2 separate regions of the Gossypium hirsutum genome follow, and region 2 is linked to region 1. A link is a contact called in public Hi-C data. All regions are on one chromosome and are shown on one strand. Each heading gives the region's core, a stretch centred on a gene start, on an enhancer-like site or on the middle of the called end of the contact. The rest is flanking DNA. Distances are from core to core; before and after follow the strand shown.

Region 1 (6,816 bases), core at 2,621-5,120:
AACAAATAGGTGCTTTTAAGATTTAACCTCTAAATTTTATTTTACGCGATTAAACCCTTTTCATCGAATTGAACCTTCAAACGATTAAATTTCCACACGAAATTTTCACACATATAACTTAATATATAATAGACACTAAAAATAATATTAAAATGATTTTCTGACTCGAATTTGTGGTCCCAAAACCACTATGTCCGATTAGGGTCGAATCAGGCTGTTACACAAGGAATCAATAAACCTCTTCGGAGTTACCGCCTCGAAAGACCTATAAATCATTCCCACGACCTCACCGAGAAAGACCTATAAATTGTTTCCATGGTGTCGCCTCGAAGGACCTATAATTGTTGTTGTGGTGTTGCTCCATAGAGTCGGTCGACCATCGCCACGATGTCACTCTAGCGAGCCAGTCGATACCATTACACAATGCCGCCTAAATCCCTTGAATCCCATATCAATCGACCTATTCCTTTATTATGTCAATTTTTCCTATCTTCATCTACCTCGATAAGGTAAATACCTCCGTGATCCGCTTACAAACTACTTATACATTTCATGAAAACAAGGTACTTGATACATAACTCAAAGTACGCCACATATATTCAACACCACATGATAATTGTTTGACATTTAATGATCATACTTACAAATATTCACATACTTGTATAAGGTTATGCATTCACAACATACACAACCACTATTTATACACAAAACAACAGATTCAGATGACCTAGAATAGTCACAACACAAATAATTCAACAACTCAATTTCATCATCCAGCTATGATAGAGTATAGAAACTCACCTTGCTTCCTTATCCTCGTTGGCTTAGCTTGTCCAAACGCCAGAGCCTCATTCATCTTGATAGCTAAGCATGACAACCATTTATCGGTTAAATCAAAAGTATTCTGCCTTAAAACCCATAACCCAATTTACAAAAACTTATTAAGAGTCATTTCCCTCATTCTTTCTCTAATTCTCAAGTACAAAAGGTTAAGAAGCTTACCAACTTCTCAATTTATCTACTTCTAGACTTCAATTCCCATGACTTCAACTCCATGCTGAGCTCCTAGGTTCTTCTCTTCTTTAGAACAACTGAAGAAAACAATATAAGTAAGAAGAAATTTTGTAGACAAAATTAAGGAGAATTTCCTTTTTAAGAATGTCCGCTTTCACCCACATATATATTTCCTATGAACAATCTCTCAATCTGTTTTAGCCAGTCACCTGTAATTATTATGTCTCCTACTTTGGAACCAGCCGATTTCATCTAACCAAACCAGAATTGAAGCTTAACTATGGAATCACAAAATTTTCCAAAATTCTTAGTAGAGTCCACCAACTCACTATTCATTCAATTAAGTCCCAAAATTCCTTTAAATTAGAGTCCTTAAAGAAATTTGGGTGTGACATGTTAATTAAAACTTAATAGTGATTGGACGTTTATAATTTAATCCCTGAGCCTTAATTAACTATTTTATCAGCTAAAGTACTAGACCATTCTTTAATATATTTTTACATTAACTTCATAATCATTCCTATTTTATATTTATGGGCTCGATTTACGGAAATGGGGTTCCGAAACCGTATTTTTTGGTACCACTGAAAATCGAGTTGTTATAGGTTGGGTTGATGACACCAACTTCAATGACCTAACTTTTTGCTATAGAGATAATACCAGTTTCAAACTCTAGTATTTTCGTATTTTTATCATTTCTAGCTTAAGCATTAGAGAAAGATTGCAGGTCAATGCCATGACATTTGGTATTTCCATCTTCATCAATTGAAATAAAAAAAAGGTAAAAGTAGAAGATATCGTTGAAAGTGATTTTGGTTACAAAAATCTTAAAATAATTTAATGTCTACTTTTGAAAATTTTAAGATTATATGTATTTTTATAATTAGGACTAAAATGAAAAATCTTGTAAATATTAAGGACTAAATTTGTTAGATTTTTAAATTTAGAACCAAATAGATAGAATGTATAAACATTAGAGGACTAAATTTGTTTTTAGGCCAATAAAACAAAGCCCACATTAGACTTCTGTTAGGCAACTAACGGAGGAGAGATTAAAATATTTAATTTCAAAAAGTTGAGTGACTAAAACAAAAAATGTAGTAGTTGAGTAATCAAAATAAATTACCCTGTTTTCTTTGGTTCAACTACATCATCACTCATCCAATTATTAGTATGTTATTGTTTTGCTTATCAAAATAAAAAAAAATTCAATTTTGTCACTAGCATTTGCAATCTGATTTCGATTACCTTTTGTTAGATCATTAACAAAATTGATAATGTGGCATTTTTAATTGGTATAATAATATTTTAGTCCTCAACACTTATAAAATCTATCAATTTGGTCCTAATTCTAAATAATTGAACTTAGCCCTTAACATTAACAATTTTTTTATCAATTTGGTCCTCAAACATATCTTGATCATAAACTGAAAATATAATCGTAATTATAAATATTTTAATATTAAAATATATCTTTAACAAAAATTAAAAATTAAAAATATTTTAATCAAATTTAAAAAAATATTTCACAACTAAAGAAAAATGGAATAATTATTAATGTTAGTTTTTATATATAAAAATTATTGTAGGGAGTGGAAATTTTCCTTTGAACTTTGCAATTTTTATTCATGAAAAATGTTGGGAAAGAAATATACGAGTGACGGATGAGTTATAATAATTAATAAGCAGAGAATTGAAAAATTGGAGTTGCAATTTTGTTTATTAATAAACCCAATTGGGTAAAGACTATCCAAAGGGTTAGTAAACTAGGAGGAGTCCAAATAAATTGTATACAAATGCCCAACAAAACAAAATCCAAGGCATGCAGACGAACCCAAATTCTAACCCAACTCCAATTATTGTTACAGGCTAAAAATCTCAGATCTTGGATCACTCCCCTCTGGACTTTGACTCCTCGAAGTTTAGTTACACTCGGCAGCCATCAAATTGACTACACAGTAATCTTGGTATTTGAATGGTCGACAAACCCTCCGCTTTCAACTTTCATTTTCCCAACCCTCCTTAACAAACAAAAAACCACCTCTTAGAAGCACCGCCACCCATAAAGCACACCTTTAAAGCTTCAAAAAGGACCCAAATCTTGTTTTTGTTTCTGATTCCATGAACAGAAAATCAAATCATGTATTTTTCATTAAATTTTGTGAATTTAACATGTTGATGAGGCTACCCTCGTGATGTGACATATGATTTGATGAGAGGTAAACATGTTATGTTGGCAAATTTTAATTGATAATCATAGGACTATAAGATTTTTAAATTGAAAAAGTAAGAGATCGAATTTTTAACTTTTAAAGTATGGACTAAATCTCAAATTTTGTAAAAAATATTGGAACTATTATCATATTTTAACCAAGATAAAAATACTCACTCCAAAAATCACAAATCTTGAGCTTCACAAAGAAAAACCCATCTCAGCCCTGGCCCTTTTGCTTGAACTCCATACCGGCTCCTTTTGCAGGAACTATTTCACAACTTCAACAAGCTTCAATTCTTGAAGAAGAATCTTAACTACTTTGTTAATACTTAACGAAGTCATTAGAAAATGCAGCTCATCGTTGGTTTTTTCAATTAAAGTCTCAAAAACATTAAAATTAAACTACTATGTTGATACGAATTACCAACAAAGAGGTTGTGATGGAGGAAAAGAGGACTGATTTACTTAAGCAAAACGAAGAGCTGATAGTAGGAGAGTGAGAGAAGGAGACTTTCCCTCGAGGGGAAGGTGAAGGAAGAAGGAGAAGTTGACCAAGGTGATAGTGCTGATGGAAGGATCCCACTTGTACACTCAAGTTAAAATCGTAGACCATCCTTTGTCTTATAGTGCTACACGACAGTTTGTAAGATGTCTTGCAAGGTTGTATGGGTTGGCCAGTATCAGTTTCATTGCAGGTTAGTTGCCACTATGGTATGTATTGCGTGATTCTGCCTATGTCGTAGATTATCTTGTTCTAACATTTCTATCTTTGAGGCTATACGAGACAATTAAGTTTAGATGGCCTTAACGAGAGGTGCTTCACAATGGTGATTTACAGATCATTTATAGACAAAATCATTCAAAGGTTCGCAAAAAATTACATTTATAGATAAAATCATTCAAGAGTTCGCAAAAGATCGCATCTACAGACAAAGTCATTCAAGGGTCCGCAAAAGATCGCTTACAGACTGTTAGAGGACTTGTCACATATTTCGCTCTACAAAAGTATAATAAACTACATAATCAGAAATTAAAAAAAAAATAAAGAGCTGTTTTATATTATTATGAGATAAATTTATTAATTCTTATTAATTAGTGGGGTTTATCACTATTAGCCTGATATTGATAACCAATATAAGATCTATTTCTCTTTTGTACAGCACTTGAAAAATATAAATTGAAAAATAATTAAATTTTATTTAAAAAGTACAAAATCCTCTCACAATTACAACTAATGAAAGAAAGATGGGTATCCCAAAGTACTTCTTAGTTTTTATGAATTAAAGACATTGTTGTCGTTAACTCATTATTCTAAAGGATTGTATTTTTCTAATTTTGATTAATATGTAAATTTTTTTTTTGAACTGACATCAAACACAAAATTACATATTAATCATCATCAAATAGATTCTTTAAAGTTCACAAATAGATTTTCTAAATTTCCCAAATATAATTAATAAAAATTCCAATACCATTTCCCAATGGAAATGTGTTTGAGGACCAAACTGATAAAAGTTGTAAATTTAGAGGATCACTTTTGTTTAATTATTTAGAATTAGAATAAAATTAATAGAATTTATAAGTATTGAAGACTAAATGTATTATTATACAAATTCCAAAAAATTAAGTTATCATTTTTACTAACCATTTAACGGGAAATGACTAAAATTGAACCAATTATAAACATTAATGACCAAATAGAATATTTTTATAGTTTATTGATCAAAACATAATATTAAGAGGAATACTAATTCTATATGAATTTGAGCAAAGGTAATTAAATTAATGGTTGAGTAGTAGAATCAATTTTGTTTTTATTAAAATAAAAAGAGTTTAATTTTTAAAAGGATTAATAGATACGGGTGTAACTAAACTTGATAATTTAAACTTACTTTGTACTTAAATTGTTTTGGATCTAATTGGTATCCAAAGTTAACAAGCATAACCCAAAGTGATACATTTTTAGGTACTTAAATGACGCCATTAGTTTTTATCAGTTCGACTAATAATTGTGCACCACATGTCCAATTTTATTAAATCATTTAAAATACTCATTATATTTTTAAGAATTTAAATAAAATAATTTTAAAATAAATAATTTTGACTTTCCCATTTTAACAATGATGAGACGCTCGGGGAATTAGAAATTTTTTTAAAAAAAATCATATAATTAATTAAATTTTTTATCAAAAAAACCATTCCTTCACCCATTTACAGGAGGACAGATGATGGGTAAGGTTACAGAATGAAACTAGTAATAAAAGAAAGATTTTACAAAAGAGAGAAAGGAAAATTTTTGAAATGTAACTTGAAGGATAATTTTACAAAAGAGAGAAAGGAAAATTTTTGAAATGTAACTTGAAGGATAATTTGAATCAAGTTTTTATGCAAAACTTGAATTCCAAATTTGAATTCCCCTTTTAGGCTTCTTCCACCTCTTTTTATAGGAGTTATACAGAATTTTGTTTAATTAAATTTGAATCCCACACAGTTTCCTAATAAAGATGATGTCTCATCCTTGATTGATGATATTTTTGTTCGGTTGTGGTTGCTTTCACGTAGCTTCCTTTTTTGCCTTTTTTTTGGTTGATTTTTTCCACGTAACTTCCTCTGTCTTTTATGCTAACTTTCTTAGATATTGTCTAGATTCATTTCTTCAATTTCATCTAAATTTAATGAATCAATTTACAATCTTGGTCAGTTCCAACTTTCCCATGTATTATTTATGTCTTCAATTATATGGAAAGGAAAATCATCAATCTCCATTTCAGTTGCCTTTTTTAATAGTTGACGAATTCTTCATTTATACCATCCGGGTGATATCCAGCATTATATGCCAATATTCTTCGTCCATCAGTCCAAAAGCTATAAGAATCTTGTTGAAGTAGAAATTGGACTTTGGCTATTAGATCTATTCCTGCTTGGATTTGATAATAACCAAGATTATTGTAACACTTGTCAACATATTTTGTCAAGTGTTCTTTCTCTTCTGTAGCTGCAGATAGGTTTTTCCTCCGAGTATTTTTAAGATAGTCCAAATTTGATATGGTTGATAAAATTTTTCTCTTTCAGCTATACCAATAAGACTATTGATTTCAAGATGAAAGTAGTAAAAGAAATAATCTTTCCAATCGTAATAACATATATTTAATAAATGCTGAAAAATCTTTTAATAAATGAAAAAAAATTGATCTGTTATTTCTTTAACAAAACTCCATTCAATATAGCTTATATTAAATGGTTCATGATTAAGTCTAAATTTTATAGTATGAAATTTTTCATCTAAATGATTTGTAAAAATATAAGTCTGTAAAAAATATTTAGGAAAGGCTTTTTAAAATTGAGCTTGCTGGTTGCAAATAGATCCATCAATTTTAGTAAATATTTCTATAAGTAATATAATTTTAGTCTTATTATATAAACATAATCTAAATATTTTATTTATAATAGGATTACCTATTCCCCTGGTAATAAAATACTGAGATTTATCAAGAAGATTGTTTATCTCATTAATATCTAAAAAACTAATTTCTACTTCTTCCCAATCATGATTTAAAATAAATTTTAATAATAACTCATGAATTTTT
Region 2 (6,816 bases), core at 2,953-5,452, 54 kb before region 1:
TATAAGGCAAAGAGTCATATAATTTTGGAATAAATCTCAAAATTATACATAATTTTAATTTAATGTGCAATTTGTATAAATGAATTTTAATTTGGTGCAACTATACACATGAAGCTCTAATTGTGGTTCAAATGTATACTTGAAACTTTAATTTTAATTTAATCATACACATTTAAAGAAATAAATACATTAATTTATTTTTATATTGTTCCTGTTGCAATATGATGAGAGGTTATTCCTCCCGAAACAAAAGGATTAAAACCTTCCATGCCTCATGTCGGATTTACAGGTTGGACCTTGTCAGTTAGTCCATAAGGGTCCGACACCCATATTCTAAAAAGGTTTTTCTGTGCGCTCATCACAAAAAATTTCTAAATCCCAATATACACAATGCCAAATAGTTGCCAAGAAGCACAAGCCAGAAAACACAATATGTGCTCCGGCTACACCTTCGTAACTCCAAATACTTGGATTTGTTATAGCTCCCCTTGTAATACTCCAACCGCCCCATGAATTGGTTATCCCTAAACGAGTTATGAAAGTTATAACGAACATACATTGTCTCCACATTGGATCAAGAACGGGATTGGAGGGATCAAAAACAGCTAATTCATATAGAGCCATTGAATCGGCCCAGCTAGCAACAAGAGCCGTATGCATTATATGAACAGAAAGCAAGCGGCCGAGATCATTTAATACGACATAAAAAATGATGTTATATCAATAATTTGGTTAATAATTTACAAGAATTGGATCAAATAAAAAAAATCATGTATAAAATTGTATAAAATCAAAGTTCATAAATACAATTGTACATTAAATCATTCTTCATGTATAGTTTTGAGATTTATCCCAATATTAAATGATTCCAAGCAAAAAAAAATCTCATCCGAAGCAGAAAAATTAAACATGAATAAACTAAATAACTATTCTATACAAATATCAAATCTTTTGCGTACAGTTCGATATAAAGATTTATAAAATGATATAAATAAGCTGAATTGAGCTTCGATTTCATATAAATATTGAATTCAGATGTTTCTTACAGGTCTTTCCTGTCTCACCATTTCAGCAAACATTTTACTCATTGAAATTCCAGCAAGTTCATCATCGTTGACGCCGCTACTGGCTCGGCTGAATTGCCGACTCGTTTCTGAGGTACTAATACAGCTGATATGTGAAGAATGTTCATTGTTTTGATTGGATCTTTCTTCATTCTCTTGTTGTTGAAGTGCGTATTCCAAGTTCCATAGGACCTCTCCCATTGAAGGCCTGCAAATCCCATTTTCTGCCAAGCATTTCTCAATAATATCCCAAAGCTTCCTTAAACAATCTGGTTTTACTTGACCAACAAGGCAAGGATCCACAATATCTTCCAGTTTCCCACTTCGGTATGATTTCATTGCCCACTCGAGCAAATTTGCCTTTTCTCTGGGAAGTGATGGATCAATAACAGCCCTTCCCGAAAGGACTTCAAGCAAGACAACACCAAAGGAGTACACATCTGATTTCTCTGTTAGTTGCTGCCTCGTCAAATACTCTGGATCAAGATACCCGAAGCTTCCTTTGACCGCGGTACTCACATGTGTCTGATCAATATCAGGACCGGTCTTTGAAAGTCCGAAATCAGCAACTTTAGCCATGAAATGCTTATCGAGTAATATGTTTGCAGACTTGACATCGCGGTGTATGATAGCCTTAGCTGAACCTGTATGAAGATAGTGAAGCCCTTTAGCTGATCCAATGCATATCTCAAGCCTTTGTCTCCAACTCAAACTAGGAAGATTTGAGCCATATAGATGATTCTTGAGTGTCCCATTCTCCATGTACTCATAAATTATGATCATCTCATCTTGTTCATCGCAGTAACCGATCAGTGATACTAAATGTCGATGTCGGAATTGAGATAACATTTCGATCTCCGTCCGGAATTCTGCAAGCCCTTGGTTTGATTGAGGAGTTCCCCTCTTGACTGCAACCTCGGTTTCATCTTTCAATATTCCTCTATAAACCTTACCGAAACCACCAACACCGATTACCAAATTTTCACTGAAATTATCAGTAGCCTCGAGAATTGCCATGAAAGGATATCGATAGCCAATCATTGGGCTGGAAAGTATGGAAGTTCCATTAGAGTATGTACTTCCAGTAGTATGAACTTTTTGTCCCCGATTCATCAGAAAGTGCTGTTCTTTCCCCAGAACTGGCTTCATTCTTCTTCTTCTGCAGAAAAGGATGACAATCACAACCGAAACAACAACGACAAACGATCCAACAGCAATAACAACTATAACTACAACTTTTATCTCAGAATGTCCCGAGGAAACAACATCGGGAACATCAAGATTCCCCCTAGCATCGTTTATCTTCATGATCTCCAAACCATTGAGGATGACCGTAGGGTTATTGAGCTTAGACGGACCAACACTTACATTAAGCTTAGTACTACCGGATACTCTTGTGCAGACATCCATGAAATATGGGGCACCAAAAACATCCGATGTCCTTGAACCAAGATCAAGGTGACCTGCATGACGTGAATCAATAAAGATTTCAAGAAAGATGGCTTGCTGAGTGGGTTCATTCATTATGTTACAAAAGTGAAGCCGGACAAGATAATCGAAACCCGGGTTAACATCAAAGGTCCATGTCAAGTTTGCATTCAGATTTGGATCACTCGAGTTCAAAATAGTTGCAGTGCCATATACCGATGCAGGAGCAATATCCTCAGTCACTTCAGTAAAATTCACAGCTGAGACATTTGACACCGATGATCCAAGATTATTGTGTATCAGATACGCATTGTCCGAGATCCAAAGTCGCCATAAGGTATCGTTTTGAGGAAGAACAGTCGTGTTCCCCATATCGACCCTTGCAACCGTCTCCAGTGCTTGCTCCTGTAGAATCTTGTTACCACCTTGCAGATCAATTGTTCTGACCTCTTCCGGAAAGAGATTATCCGGAACTGAGAAAACTTCCAAGCCATTGATAAAAGCAAATGAATTGACAGCAGGTCTAAAAGTAAGAATCAGTTTATTAGAAGTAATGTTCAGGCTATACTCCTTAACAATATATCCATCCCCCATTTGAGCTCTGAGAAGTGTAAAGTTTTGCGCGAAAACAGAGAATTTCGCCTTGCTCATATCGAACTTTTCGAATACGAAAGCAAAGAAATGAAGCCGAATCCAGTGCCTCCCTTGTTGTTTGATTGGAAAACTGTAATGGGAAGTTGCGTTGAAGATTCTAGCCGTTTGATACAGAGGTGAATCACAGTAAAGTGAGGTTGGATTCGAATTCGAACTCGAAATTGCGAAAATCTGATGTGGGGTTGAAAGATTATATGATGAAGTGGAATTATCAGCTTGAAATACTCTATCACCCACTGATATGTTCTTAATGGATCCACAGTCTATCAAATAGTTATCTACAGGGTTGAATCCTAGTGAAAGATGAAGTAAACCATAGATGGATGAAATCCAAATAATGAAACCAAAATTCCCAGGATTATCCATGAAAGAATCTCCAATGGAGGACAAAGATTGCAGTGGAAATGGCAAATACTAGAGATAATCAAGAGAGACCAAATGCATTAAAAATGGAAAAAAACAAGAGATGGTCAAGAACCCAGTAGCAAAAATTAGAAATTGTAGCAGACAGTAACCTATATATATAGGCACAGTACACTAAAAGAAAACAGACTAACCTGTGATAAAAAAAGTTGAGAGCTGGGTTGTTACTTCACCGATGGAGCAATTTGAGAAACACCCAATGAACAAATGAATAAACAAAAAGGGTGACCTGAAAACGTCACCTGACACAGTAATTAATCAAAGAGAAAAGATTGAAAGAAGATTGCCGACTAATGAAAACATCAACAGCATAAAAAACCCAAGTTGAAAATACAAACAAAAACCGTCACATTCATGAGCTCCACAACTTGTAGCTATTCAAAGCACCAGATAAGAAAATCAAACAGGTAACGAGAAAGCGAACTTCAAACCCAAAAATAATTAAAATGTGTTAAGGATCAACGTGTGGGATGTTTGACAAGTTCATGGTATTGAAAAGAAAATAATAAATGGATTGGAAAGTTGATAAGATTGTAGTTCAAAAATAATATAAAATGGAAAGGTCGAAGAGGGAAGAGGAAGACAGCTATGAAGGGCAGCTGAGTCTCACTTTCCTGTCGTGAATAACGTTAAAAAGCTTTGTCGTACGTTTGGTGGTTTTAGTTTATCAGTTCCATGTCTTTGGTTGGTGTAAGGAAACCAAAAAACAGTTTACAAATCAAACTTAGAATTAAATGGTTCACATAAATATTTTAAGTTTGCGGCATCTCTTTTGTATTAGTAATGCTTAAATATGTTTATTGGTCGGGGTTACACATGAAACATATTATTGAAGCTATATGCGTTAGGTCATAATATCAAATATTTTTGCCAAAGTTTGAATTATTTATTAATATTAAAATATTTTTATGAATAATTTATGAAAGATACTATAATTATATAAAAAATTAAAATTATGTTACGATTAAATTTAAATAAAAATATCTTTGTAATCTATCTCTTTTAAAGGAAGAATTCATTAATAAAAATTGATAGACACAATTAAAATCCACAATGATAGGTTACTAAGTCCATAATTTATTGAAAATCGATTTAAATTTTTAGGCATGTAATTCAAAATTAAAACAATTTAATAGAATAGTTTTACAAAAAAATATGAAAAATAGTAAGTAAATAAGAGCTACTTATCACTTAATAGAGAATATTTTCAATTAATTAAATTAAATTTTATTTATTTTAATATTATATCATTCTATAAAAATTTTACATTTTATTTTTTTAGAATAAGAGAAAATGTTTAAAAAATAAGGATAAAATGTAGAATATATATTTTTTATAATTTAAAATCTATATTTATCCAACAATCTAGTTATATTCCACAATTAATTTTAAGTAATATATCAAACAAATTTTATGACTTAAATTCAGTACTTAAATTTTAAGCACTTATTTTTTTCATCACTTAATTTTTCATTTTATCAAACAACACCTAAATCCCAAGCCAAAAGGCCTACCCGATATACTCGAACTTATGCCCTTCAAAGTTAATGGGTGAAGACAAAGATCGATCTAAATCTTGAATTTGACTATTATAAACTTAAGAAAAAAGAAAGAGGAATGAATTTTTGTCTGTCTATTACTGTACAAGTGATAGATATTTATACTAGTACCTAGAAACTATACATGGAAACTAACTAGACAAAAATCCTAGATCATAGCCTAATTTGCATGCTAGAATCAGATTAATACAGATTTACATTAACATCCCCCTCAAACTCAAGATGGTGCTGTGGACTGTAGCTTGAGTTTGGAAACTAAGTCTTGAAATATGGTTGGAAGATGAGTCTTTGAGAAAATGTCTGCGATCTGAGCTAATGTGGAGACAAAAGCAAGGTGTAGAGTTCCTTGAGTAACATGATTTCATACAAAATGACAGTTAATCTCTATGTGTTTTGTACGTTCATGAAACACATCATTATGAGCGATCTGAATTGCATTGCAATTATCACAATGTAGGATAGTAGCAGTAGGAGACAAGAGTCCCATATCTTTAAGTAGTCGGCGTAGCCAAATAACTCTGAAGTGGCATCAGTAAGAACACGATATTCAAATTCGGTGCTAGAGCGAGCAACAAAAGTTTGTTTCTTACTTTGCCAAGAAATGAGGGAATCACCTAGAAAGAAACAATAACCAGTGGTTGAATGTTGATATGTAGGATCTCTTGCCCAATCAGCATCATAGTATTGAAGGAGAACAAAGGAAGATGAAGCAAAGAAATGAATACCATAAAAAAGTGTACCCTAGACATATTGAAGAATATGAAGAACTACTGAAAAATCAGATGATATGGGAGATGTCAAGAATTGACTAACTATATGAACTGCATGAGTGATATTAGGCCGAGTCATTGTGTAACAGCCCGTTTTCAGTGAAATCGGAACAGTGATTTCGGGACCACAAATCCGAGTCCGAAAGGAAAATTATTTTAATATTATTTCATGGTCTGCATTATGATAGGAATATCGTATGAAAAATTTGTAAAGAAATTTTACTGATTACATGTTTAATTTAATTGAAAGGACCAAATTGCATAAAGTGCAATAGTTGGATTCTAGTAGCTATATGTATCAAATAGCTATAGAATTCAAAATTTGAGGTCCTTATATGACAAATAGACCATTAAGTGGAGTTAGTAGATAAACATGATTAGTCATCATGGGAAAATCTAATAAAGAAAATGACTAAATTGGAAAGTGAAATAATAAAAGATGATAAATGATTAAATAACAAAATATCATCTTTTTCATCATCTTTCCCAAATTATTTTACATGGAAAACCTAGTTAGAAGAGCTTGAAGGTAGCAGGCTTATTTGGCTCAATTAGGTGAGTATTCAAGTGCCGTTTTTAGTAATTTTTTATGTTTCTGATATCGTAATAGCTCAATTTAACTATCTTAATGATTAATTTTCAAAGTTATCAAAGTACTAGGGTTTTTCCATGGATGAATATAGTTGAATTATGAAGTTTTATGGTAGAAAATGGAAGGTTGTTGATAGATAAACAACTTTTGTAAAGGGAATTTTGATGAAATTATGATTTAGGGACTAAATTAAGAAGTTGTAAAATTCATGGAAAAATTTTGAATTTTATGAAATACATGGGCTGCTATTGTGACATGTAAAAATCAGCTAGGCTTGAAATAAGAATTAAATTGCATGAATTTCATTTTCCGAGCCTAGGGACGAA

The links. A called contact is a pair of places that touch in the nucleus more often than the background predicts.
Region 2: a Hi-C map of leaf shows a contact between it and region 1, with 4 times the contacts expected there. The contact joins the promoter of LOC107926091 here to the enhancer-like site in region 1. A contact is called at or near these places in 15 of 34 Hi-C or Micro-C datasets (anther, hypocotyl, leaf and 2 more).

Annotation. Positions count from the first base shown.
Region 1 is chrD04:10,940,340-10,947,155 of Gossypium_hirsutum_v2.1, reverse strand. No RefSeq gene overlaps it. Among protein-coding and RNA genes, the nearest start is that of LOC121216325, 3.6 kb to the left of the region's middle. Within about 2 kb of position 3,870, at least 7 of the 9 cell types and tissues checked have an H3K27ac peak or open chromatin away from gene starts, as enhancers often do. A contact at or near this core is called in hypocotyl and leaf, where this site is marked.
Region 2 is chrD04:10,994,187-11,001,002 of Gossypium_hirsutum_v2.1, reverse strand. It overlaps LOC107926091 (probable receptor-like protein kinase At2g39360), which reads right to left and starts at 4,202. Exons shown (of 2, transcript XM_041091949.1): 1 at 3,704-4,202; 2 at 915-3,439. The coding sequence starts at 3,143. The coding sequence ends at 1,032.